2 separate regions of the Zea mays genome follow, and region 1 is linked to region 2. Evidence: chromatin contacts called from public Hi-C data. All regions are on one chromosome and are shown on one strand. Each heading gives the region's core, a stretch centred on a gene start, on an enhancer-like site or on the middle of the called end of the contact. The rest is flanking DNA. Distances are from core to core; before and after follow the strand shown.

The links. Hi-C and Micro-C count contacts between places; a contact is called where the count stands out from the background.
Region 1: a Hi-C map of leaf shows a contact between it and region 2, with 2.5 times the contacts expected there. The contact joins the enhancer-like site here to the promoter of LOC100283143 in region 2. A contact is called at or near these places in 3 of 25 Hi-C or Micro-C datasets (ear and leaf).

The regions. Positions count from the first base shown.
Region 1 is chr9:79,403,886-79,410,040 of Zm-B73-REFERENCE-NAM-5.0, reverse strand. The region is part of intron 1 of LOC100501686 (Amino acid permease 6); the gene reads left to right. Among protein-coding and RNA genes, the nearest start is that of LOC100501686, 5.4 kb to the left of the region's middle. Within about 2 kb of position 1,605, at least 9 of the 20 cell types and tissues checked have an H3K27ac peak or open chromatin away from gene starts, as enhancers often do. A contact at or near this core is called in leaf, where this site is marked.
Region 2 is chr9:79,150,259-79,156,450 of Zm-B73-REFERENCE-NAM-5.0, reverse strand. It overlaps LOC100283143 (amino acid permease 1), which reads left to right and starts at 4,341. Exons shown (of 3, transcript NM_001156045.2): 1 at 4,341-4,627. The coding sequence starts at 4,522.

The DNA.
Region 1 (6,155 bases), core at 356-2,855, 260 kb before region 2:
TCACTCTCTGTTGGAGATGCTTGCATAATTGAATCAGTTAGCTAGCTACACATGTAGCTATAATTGATAAGAGCCCGCCCTATAGCCATGTGGATAGAGGAGAGAGGTGTATAGTTGAGTCAACGTGTGCAAGCTCTATTGTTGTTGTCCAAAGACTACATGACAAGCTCTAATGTGAATATGGAACTACACGCATGCGACTTTCTGTTGTTTATTTTCTCACTTTATATAGGTTCCTTCTTCACGTGTAGGGAAAAAGTTACAATGCTTTTTGACACGCAATCCCCACTTCGACTATGACTAGTATATAGTAGTGTATATATATGCGTGGCATTGTGGCAATCAGCCTGCATTTCTTGACTGGAAATTCCATTTCGGCGCTGATCTTCCTGATCCCTGAAACTTTTCTGGGTTTCTCTCTCTTTTGCTTTTCACCCATTTGTACTTTCTATGCTTCATTTTCAAAATAAAAGAGTTCATTGACCGCACAATATGTACTTTGACAATGAGGCTGTGTATATGGCCGCACTATCTTTTTTTTTGACGGAAGCCGCTATATATATCCAATAAGGAGATATCGTCCTGACAAGAGTCTGTCGACTGCGGCTGGCGACGAGCATACCAATGCAAGATTTTTTGGCGTACAGCCCTATAAAATCTTTTGTTCTAGATCTATGTGACATATATGTGCCGTAGGCCGGCCTTCTCTGACTTTTTGGCGTACAGCCCTATAAAATCTTTTGTTATAGATCTATTTTCTTTTTTAGGCTGTCTTCATGTCTCATATCACGTCTTCTATCTCATATTTTATTTTAAACTTCACTTGTAAAATTGTTTTACACAATTATATGCACGAAATACCCTGTTTTTTTTCACTCTGGTTTGGTTAACGTGTATTGCCCATTTTCTAAAGATGCATAGACTATCTAACATAGATTGCTCATCGGGGTCGGGGAGTCAATTTTACTGTATATCCACTTGTTATTCCCTTTTCATCAAGATAGCATGAGTTCACCTGCTAGACTATTTTTTTGTGGTCTTTAGATTGTGAAGTGCTTCACGTACGACTCACCTTTACGGCTAAAAGACAACTAACATTAATCTATGTTTGTTGTTGTCTCTTGTTCTGGACCATTAAATTATGAGCCATTATATGCTCGACGTTCTAAAATGGTGTTTTCCCCCTTTTGATGAAGTCAATTATCTAATTTTTATCATATCTAGATAAAGGATATTAATGTTTATGATAATAAACAAATGTTATTAAATTAATTATGGAATATTTTTTATAATAACTGATATTATTAATCAAACTTAAAAATAATTATTTTTATTAGAAAGTGAGACGAATATATATTTTAGACAGTGGGAGCACATGCTAGTATATATATGCTAATGGACGAGATAGGATAGCCTTTTGTGCGTTGGCAATCTCCGTTCTCCGAGCGAGGACAGCAGCGGTCGGAGATTTTAGCACATCGGACCAAACGCAAATCGGGGGGCTTTTGTTGACCAAGGGGAAAGCGAGCGACCTTTGCGTCGCTGAATTGTGCGGCTCGAGGACAGTGGGAGGGAGATATTTATCTCCGAGGTCCAATGATTAGTTTGGACACTTCGTCCCTGTCACTTCGGTGACCAATCATGTAAGATAGGGACATGGGTCAATAGCATGTGCCACTCGATTAGCAGGTCAAACTATAGCTTGTTGATTCTCCACCTGTAACCTTTAAATTTTATAAGGCATAAATGTAATCGAGAGGTCAGAGTGTGACCACAAGGGCGCAAAAGGATCCGAGGCAAATATCACTAATTATTATATTTTTTTAGTCATACAGATCTGAGTGTTCCCACTATATAATCCATCGGTTTTAGCTTTGTAAAACCCACCTAAACAAATCACCCACATCCATAACATCCACTAAATTTACCAAACAAATTACACCAAGACTTAACACCATCAAAATCAACGGTTCAGACCATTGGATAACCCCTCTTTTTTACTCATTCAAATCTAATGGGCAATATTTTTTGCATTTCTCATTCCCGACTATTGTATTTACCTCTTGGCAACAACTTCATAGATTCTATCCATGGGATTGGAGCAATCACCTCGTTGTAGTCTATCCCGACTATTGTATTTACCTCTTGGCAACAATCTAGGCTTTGTGCCTGGTGGCGATGCCCTTCTCATCGCGCCTTCATTTGCCAGCCACTTCAGGCCAAATTGGGCAATGGCGTGGAGGAAGGTCGACGAGAGGCCACGTCTTGTTCTCCTCAATGGATGTTATCTCCTATATCATAGCCTTATGCTAGCGGGCATCGCCTCAAGCCTCCTCGAATGTGGCTGATTCATCATTATCTATGGTAAGGAGCAAGTCCTCATCCACCACGAACTCTGTTATGCTAAGCCACAAATTTCCACCAACCCAAGCACATTGTCCAACATTCTGAATCAGAGAGGCATCTCACCGTCGTGGTCGACATCAAGGTATGAAGTAGTGTCAGGTGGTGATACAAACTCCACCTCCATTGGTGATGAAGGTGTAATAGCCACTATTGGAGGTGTACCAAGCACTGGTGCAAATGTTCCGCCTAATGTTGGTGTCCTTGATGAGCCTGGCACTGATGCTATGCCACTCATGCGCCCTAGTGAGCCCGACGTAGTATTGTGTTGCTTGGACCTAACACATATGTTATGTTTTATGTGTCTTCCTGTTCTGGTCCAATGATGTCCATGCCCTGGATCGTCACTATAAAAAATTCAACATGGAATAGTTCTGCTCCTGTTGCACCAGACCCGTCGACACTGCTCTAGTCCCATGCCTTTCCTTCTTCAAACACCATGTCACATGAGATGATCACACATCCTATGTTGGGATTGTAGAACTTTGTACACCTTGGACCCTGGCTCATACCCGATGAACACCATTGTTGTACTCCGGTCATCCAACTTCTAATGGTGCTTTTCGGTCACCTTCACATGTGCCATGCACGCAAAAGTATGAACGAAGTGAACTGGAGGCTTTATATCATACCAGGCTTCATATGACATATTTTCTTTAACACTCCTCATTGGTGATCAGTTGAATAAGAAGACGACTGTGGCGATCACCTCTCCTGACAAACAACCTGACATCCCCTTAGCCTTCAGGGGTCAGCATTCTTATAGCGTTGCCAAGCACTGTCTGGTTGCGCCACTCCGCCACACCATTTTTCTGGGGCATGTACGGCACATTGAGGTGACGTTGGATGATGTCCTTGGCACATTAGTTGTTTAATGTGTGCATCATGAACTCGCCATAGCAATCAGTGCGGAGCATACCCATCTTCGGCCTGCCTCTGCCTTGGCTCGTGCCTGGAGTTGGATGATAACTGTCACAACCTAGTCCTTTGATGCCAGCAACATGGGCCACAAGAAGCGACTCTTTTCATCGACGACAAGGAGGAACAACTTCACTCATGTGTCTTTGAGGTGATCAAAACACACAATATGCATGCACTAGGTCAAGTAGAAGAGCCACATGGTACTTGCTGGCCATAGGGGACAAACATTGTCGCTGCTTCTTGGCCAAGCAACTCTCACAGACCTAGACGATGTGCTCAATTGGTTGTAGTCCATGCACTAGGCCACCCTTCAGTACTTTCCTGAGTCCCTAGAACCCAAGATGTCCAAACCTGACATGCTATTGCCAGGGAACCTCTGAGGTTCAAGCGGTGAGGCATACATGCTAAGCGATGCTGATGTTGAGGACGTAGAGGTGGCTCACGGAACGTCGCACCTCGACCATCAACCATCGTAGTTGGTCCCAAATCCTAGGAACATTTTTCTCGATTAGAACTTTGTGGCTATCATCGTTGAGCTAACCCAGGTTAACGATGTTTGTTGTCAATCTGAGTTTGACGTAGACGCTGACTAGCTCCTTGTGCTTGCCGCTTTTGCACCAGAAGAGGACATTGTCGTGGCCCTCGATGGCGACCATGGAGCCATCAACAAACTGAATGGTCCCAGGGACGCCGATGTCGAGCTCGAAGAAGGCCATGTGCTCTCCCGTCATATGGTTCATCGTGTCGGTGTCAAGGATCCATTGTGTGCTCCCACCACCACCTTTCTCCTTAAGCTGGACGAATGGCCGGTTCTCATTGAGGTGGATCTTCGGTGTTGGGGTGGGGACCGCCTTCATGGGGACAATCTAGTGTCGCTGGCGCACGCCAGAGCCACGAGCGCGCGCCATAGTTTCTAGCTCCTCCTAGGTGAACGGCCTTCACTTGTCTCCGCTCTTGATCTGGACGGTGAGTCCATCTCCAGCTCATGGTGACACGATATATCGAAGCTCCCTTGCTCGCCTCTTCTTCAGTTTGGGCCATGATGGAGGTAAGGCCTAGCATCGACACCCCTTTAGTGGGATCTTCCTAGATAGGAAACATGGGCCTTTCGTCCCTCTTCTTGTGACATTCGCGAGTCTAATGGTCTATTTTGCCACAATACTTATATTTGTCGACAACAATACGCTTCGCCTTTTTTTTTCTATAAGTGTTCCATGGTAGCCTCAAGATACCACCATCTCTGTTGCGCTCGCCACCATGCCCATGACTCATGCCCGACGACATTCTATTGCCACCCGAGCTTTCACTATCGGAGAGTTGGAGCCATGACACAACATGTGCACCAACTCATCCTCGATTGGGTTTAGGACTGCTAAGGCTCCACAACCGCTGCTACCATCGAGAGCGTATCGTTCTTCTGCCATGTTGAGCCTCCTGATCAACTCCTCCATAAGTAATGTATCGAGATTGAGAAGGGTTTCAATCGCCATCACAATATGTGAGTTGGTGGAGTGGCTTATAAGAATTTATGCATAATCTTCGGCTCCAGGTACCTAGCATAGAGGATCTCTAGCTACTTGACTGGGTCGGTGATGCACATGCCGAAGTTGTCAACAAATTCACCACCCTTGAACTTGAGCAAGTCAAGCTCGTGTCGTAGCGTGATTGCTTTCGCTTGGCACACTCGGTCCATGTTGGGTGCGTTTTCTTGAGTGCATCCCATGCGATCTTGGCAGTTACTTTGCTCGCACTTGCCCCTTACATCTCCGGAGGTACCCCAAGGGCGATGGGTTCTAGAGCATTACGATCGTCGATGTAGTCGGTGGTGCAGACGTTCACTGCTATCCTCAGGCCTCTCGCCTGCTGCTTCAACTTTATGAGCGTCGACCAAGAGTAAGTAGTTGATCTTGGTCAGCAACGGGTACTGCCTGCTATCACCACTCGCCCTCACAACGTGATGGATCACCATGTCGCTGTCATCGTTGCTATAGCCACTCCCCGTCTCTTGATAGTGACACGGTGGTGAGGCAGTTCGTCCGCGTTGCATAACTGCAAGCACGACCGTGACAACAATAGCGACTCTGATACCAATTGTTGCATTCTATTCGTTGGTGTGCCTTGCCGGAGATGAAGAACATGATTTTTTGAACAAACGTAGGAGAGCTGCGTGTCATTTTATTAAGAAAAAAAAACATAGGAGAGACAAGACTTGTCAACCCCTAATACAAAGGCCCATAGGCCAAGACCCCCTTGACTTTAACACAACGCGCCACACACATAGAGCAACACCACGACCAAAGCGACAACCAGCAACCAAACTGCTAGGGTCCCCTAGAGAGCTGGCGCAAGAGGTCTTGCAGAGCTGATGCACCAGCCAAGCACCAAGCACTGCCCTCCTCAATCACAGCACGCCTAACTTGCTGGACGCAGGGTACAACCCCCTCAAACACACAAGCATTACAGTGCTTCCAAATCTCCCAAGCAAGCAAAATGATCAGGGAATTAAGACCTTTTCTTAGACTCTTCTCAACTCTTTTGATACTTTGGCACCACCAGTTTGAGAACCGTGTGCATCCAGGCTGAGGGACAATGGCTAGGAGGCCTAAATTGTGTAGGATGGATGTAGAACATGATATTTAGATCACCTATTTAGATCACCCAAACTCTTATAAAACTCAACACGAACACTAGAAGAACGCACTTGATTTTTTTGTGCTGCCAAACTACATTGCTGCAATAGGTGTATTCTATTGATATGTTTATATACACAATTACAAAGGTAAATCATGGCATCAATCAACAATCAGTCAGCTAAGAATGAAAATTATCTA
Region 2 (6,192 bases), core at 3,092-5,591:
GTGCACCGTATGAGGGTTTGCAGTCTGCCCTTAAGTTCTACATACACGACAAGACTAGGATTGAAGAGGAAAACACATACCTTCAATCAGTCTTGAGTTTGGTGTCTAGCAGTGAGCCCTAGTTGGGCATGATGGCCAGTTAGTTCAAAAGGGAACTGGCTTATCGAGGTTAGGCTTGATGCTAGCGCTAGAGTGACACTCATCTTGTGAAGGTTGGTGAGTGGAGTGGTTTGAGTCAATCAGAAAAACATCCAGCCACCTCCAAGCTTGTCAAAGTCACTCCACCAAAATCTACCACCCCTATTGTGAGACATGGAGTGCCTGTGGAGCCTATGAGAGATCCACCTCAGAAACAAGTGTGGTCTCCTAAACCTAACCATCTCAGGATTTAGGAACACACTTGACACCCCTACCTGACATCACTAGTGATCCCCTTTATAGAGCCCCTCAGCCACCCAAAAGAACCCACTCCACAAATAGATTCCACCTAAGAGGGAGGTGAGTTCCATTGTGATTATTGTGAGAGAGATGGGCATTTGGCTGCTTTTTTCTTTAGGAGGAAGAGAGATGAGTGTGGGGTTCTGAGTTGTGTTAGAAGAACAGGAATTGCCCTTCTCATGGTGTTCATGATCCTCATGTCCAGAGATGTCCTGCTAGGCCTAGAGGTGCTTTGCCTCATGTTTCTAGGCCTCAACGAGTAAGACCACAGGGTGGTCATGCCCGGTGGGGTATTGGTCATGTTCCATACGGCTAAGGACCCTTGTGGCAGTGGTTGAGGGACCAGTCGGGGCGCCTGAACCGGAGGGTGAGTCGGCACGGCCTGTGCCTTGGCCAGGCATGCCCTAGCCATGGATCTCGCGGGAGTCATTTCAGGCCCAGTGGATGGACCCTTCCGAGTTGGAGCAGCTGCTAACTATCTCTTGATTTTACCCTCTATGTCGACGATGCGGTGGGGCTCTGCTCTAGTCAGCGATGCACGAGATTGATCCAAAATGGAACATCTCACCCAGAGCGAAGTTGACGATGGTGGTGAAGGTGACAGCCATGGAGCTATCCATAGTCGATGTTGCACCCCCTACCTGGTGCGCCAGCTGATAGTGTCTAGCACTGACAACACACTATGGGGTATACCGTAGAGTACTTTTGGTGGTCGGCGATGTTGATTGTAGCTCGATGGTTCATGCAAAGCACGACATGACACAAAGATGTATACAGGTTCAGGCCGCTAAGGAGCATAATACCATACGTCTTGTGTGTTGCTGGAGTTTGAGGTTACAGAGGAGATGAGTTCAGTGTTCTAGATGTGTCTAATAGAAGATCCAATCGCCTTTTAGGGGTCCCTATCATGCCTTATATACACGATGCGATTAGAGTTACACACTTGAGCTCGCTACCACCTTCAAGCCTACAACTACGGAATTGTCTCGACCCACATGGTCGCGTGTGATCCTTCACTGTGTTTATCTTATCCTCTGCATGCATGAGGGTTGGTTGCGATACTTTAGATCCACATGCTTGAATTCTCGCGTCTCCCTCTGGCCATGTTCAACTGAATAGCGCATGTGGGTTGTCTTATTCAACTGAATATTGTCTCCCTCTGGCCATGGAGGCCCTTTAATGGCTCATAGACTAAATCTTGATTGTAGGGACCTTGGGGATATCTAGGAATGTTCCTAAAACATCAAATCTAATATTTTAACATAGATATACATAGAATTTAAAGCTAATTTTTGACAATGTTATTAATATTTTTTTCATGTACAATATTTTCTCCCTACAACAAAAAAGATGAAAACATCCAAATCTGTATTCAGATAGACATCCGAATTTTATATCAATTATTTAAAAAGATATAGAACGAATTTAATGTTTATTTTTGTGAAGATTAATAGCCTCAATGTTAACAATAAGAATATAAATTTACATATCAAATGTTATATATTATTTATTCACAATCAAAGAAAGAAGACAAAAAATTTGACATCCGAATAAATATCCGGATCCATCCCTAGGGATATCTATCTCCCACAACCTCATCTTGATCTGTAGCGAGTTTTCTCATACTAGTAGAACTTTGTAAAGGCCTCGTAGTGAACCCTGCCTCAGCTCCTTGAAAGAGATGAATGAGATTCATGACCCTTTGGCCTTTGGCAAATGAGTATCATGACTTGTGGCTAAAGATGTTGTAAGGAAAATGGACCATGAGCCATTTGGCTAAGTGATTTTGGTGTTTGATGATCAACATAACCTTGTGGACTAATGTGTTTGCTAGTGTTTATGTTTATAGTTCATAGGATGCGAAGAGGATTGGACTAACGCACTGAGGGTGCAACACCTCAAACGAAGACCTAAAAGACACATAGAAGTCCAAGACTCAAGAAAAAAGAACCCCAAAAGAAACAGTGAAGAGATCCATGAAGTGGACAGTCAGCCAGCGCTCTTGTGGCGCACCGGACAGTGAGCAATACCTGTCCGGTGTGCACCGGACTATGCGGTGTGCAACCCAACAGTCTGAGCAGAGAGCCCGCAACCAAGGACTCTCGGGCGCTGTAGCACCGGACTATCTAGTATGCACCGGACAGTCTGGCCAACGGTCGGATCCAACGGTCGCCTGCTACAGACCTCAACGGTCGGCTAGCGTGGCCAGGGCACGGGTCATATCTGGTGTGCACCAGACTGTCCGATGCACCCGACGACAGAGGAGTCAACTTTCTGTCCAATAGCTATAATTGTGGGGGAGGTTATAAATATCCCACCAACCGACCATTTGAAGGTATGGGAGCCCAAGCAACATACCAATACATCTTGTAAACATTTTCAAGTGCTCAAACACCCAAGTGCTTAATAGAATCACTCGGTGATTAGCGTAGGTGCTTTGCAAAGTGCTTAGGTTAGTTAGACCGCTTATGCACTTGCTCTAGGTGAATCCTAGTTAGTTGAGTGAGTTTAGAAAAAACAGACAACCCTTCGTATTTTGCGCGAGCCGTTGTAATTGTACCGAGTGGGGCGAGAGTCTTGCGAGACCGTGACAACTGAGTTTGTGTCACGACCGCCACCATATACCAAAGGGAACGAGGCCCGCAGCGTTTCGGCCGGAAGCTCGATAGTGGAGATGGCAGGGAGCATCCAAGAGGAGCCGGAAGCGGAGCACCACTTGCGCGTGGAGAAGGCATGCGACTCTCTACGAAGTTACTCGACCAAGGTGCTTGGCCCTCACGTGGGCTACCCTTTTTGCGTAAGGGCACCAACGAGGATTAGTCGGGACCTTGCGTGTTTCCGGATACCTCGGTAAAAATATCAGCGTCATCCACGAGAGTTTGCATCTCTACTCTTGCTCTTTACCTTTTGCATTTATATTAAGTATTTATGTTTCAATCTCTCCTTTCTAGTTAGATTATTTAGGATTGAAACTTAGGCTTTGCGGTAGAGATAGCAACACTTAGACAAAACCTAGTTTGCATATTCTAGATTGATTAATTGCATAGGTTTTGTTCTAGGGATTTAATTGTGGTCTAGTTTAGAAAAATGTTTTTAGAAGTCCTACTTCATCCCCTCTTAGACGTCATTGTTTCCTATAGATGTGCGACATCTGCAGAGTGTAAACCTGATATATCAGTTATGCTCACGGTTAAGAGTGGATCGAGCCTGTCACATGATTAATATATGGAAGTAAATTTTGATATACTTAATTAAAAGATGAGTGTACTCACCCTTGATTTAATTATTGCTCAAATCAGAAACAAGTACCACTGGATGAGGATTATTATGACGAGTTCTAGGTTATCGTCTTCCAGTCAACTGTGTATGTAGAAAAGTCATCTTCGTTTAGTTTAGTTTATTTAGTTTAGTTTATTTAGTTATTTTATGTAAAGACATTTCGTTATGTAATAAAAAAATTGTATCATTGATTTTTTTTACACTAAATCATTATATGTATAAAACTTGATCCTGACATAAATATAAGATGCATATCAATTATCCTTAAATTTGGGTTTAGATCACGAAAATAACAGATTTATTTTTTGATGGCCTGACGTGAGCTATCGAAAATTATTGACCACCAAGAAATTCTCGATTTTCTATAATAAATAAGAGAAACATGAAAAAATCGTGCACAGAGTCTGGGAGATTTACGTATAGATCTGTTGAACAGTTAAACCGATATTCACGGTAACGAGACCCGATATTAAGTACACAAATACAACACGTATTTGATCTAGATTCTAATTGAGGTTAAAATCGGAATATCTGTTGGAAATTTGGTCTCCTCGTCCAACAGAATAACAACAACCTTCTCATTTTCCGTCTATATATAGCGCCATCGATTGGCTCCCCGGTCCCTATTCCCTCTCAAGTCTCGAGACCCACCACCGCACCCCGCGCTCGGCGGACTCTTTTGCTGCTGCACCTGCCATCGTCACGCACCGGTGTGTGGAGCGAAGCCAGCGAGCGAGAAGTAGCCACAGAGCGGCCTCAGAGAGACGTGCAGATCGAGAGAGAGACGAACAGAGAGAGCGATTCATGGTAGGTGCGATGCGCGGCGGAGCCATGGAGTTGGAGGACCGCCTGGCCACCCTTCCTCGCTTCCGCGGCGATCACGATGACGACGGCAAGGAAAGGAGGACAGGTACGTAGAAGCATCGATCGATCCCTCGCCGCAGATCTGAAAATAGCATGCATGCAATGATTTTTTTTCCTGCTTGCTATCGCTTCTTGTTCATTGTTTCGTACGTTGGGATGGACTGCGCGCGGCGGCCGTCTCGTCGTTCCGTGATTCGCCCTGGCCTCGCTCCAGATATTTGAAGGCGAAACCAAATATTTAGCCGACGACGAGAGAATTAAAATCCGGTGCCGCTCGTTCCTACTCCCTACCATCTATAGACAATCTCGATGAGCATGCACCTACCTACTGTTAACCCAGCATTTACTGTCCCTTAGCTTGTTGATGATCTGCACAACTAGAAGATTCTCCTCTAATTATTACACTCTAGCCGTGTGCATGCATGAGGTGGCTGCATGTATGCTGGGTCGCTGTGGCATGCATAGCTAGAGTATTACAGCTTGGATTTCTAAATCACTTTCTACCATACGTAATGGGTTTGTTTGCTTGACAGTCGTCCGCTCTATGTTTTTTTAGCTAAATAGATAAAGGTTTATATATAAACGCTTCAGGAAAAAAAATATAGAGAGAGAGTTACGAGGGCCCCTAGAAAATGCTTTAAAAACTCTAGCTTTTTTTAGAGCTGTCCTATGGTAGAATCTGCGAAGCTAACAGGTATACGTTTTCCTCTATTTATAAAGTGACAAAAGATGGAATACACTCACATTTATGAACACTGTGTCACTGTCCTTCGTTCTAGAGACTCCAATCAGAGCGTGCATTTATTAAAAAAAATTGGACATAAAATGTATTTCTTGGCATCTCGGCCTGTTGTAGAGGGCCTGGTTCAAAAAAAAAAAAATTGAACACTATTTTTTTCGAATTGTAATCTGGCCACCAGATTATATAATCTAATTTATTTTTAACTTGTACTTATAGTTCAAATAAGTTAGATTATAGTTATATAATATCTAGATTATAATTCTAAACAAACAGGCCCTATAATTTGTAGAATATTCATGCACCGAGATTCTTTTGTTAACGTATGAAAGGGAAATAATAACAGATAAACGCGTGCCGCCAGGCGCCAGCGCGTCACTGGCGCCCCCCTGCGTGCATGATAAAAAGAGCCAGCACAACATGTGCCCTGGTGATGTAATTTAAAGCAACTAAGCTACCAAAAATACAAGTGAATGGAATGGTAGCACGCTGTCGTTTACTGTTTTCGTTTCCACAATTCCACTTGCACCCATTCCAAATTCATATTTATATTCTTGGACGGGAAGAATTAATTAGTATTGTCGTTTTTTGTGAGGATTTAATTCCTTTCCACGCATAGTTATCATCACACTGCCAAATTTGCCACGCATATCCTTGTTACATCAGTTAATTAGATTGCAATAAGCAAAATCTTTCTCCTCAAGAAAACAATCCAATGTGCTCCTTTTAGATCAAGCAAGTATAATAACAGGCTATAAGTTAAGAAGGCTAAATGCTGAGTTATAGGAGAGAGGAGAAACGTCTTACTAACTTATAGCTGGTTTTGAAACATGAGAACCAAGAAAACTTGTGAGAGAGACAAGTGAGGCCAA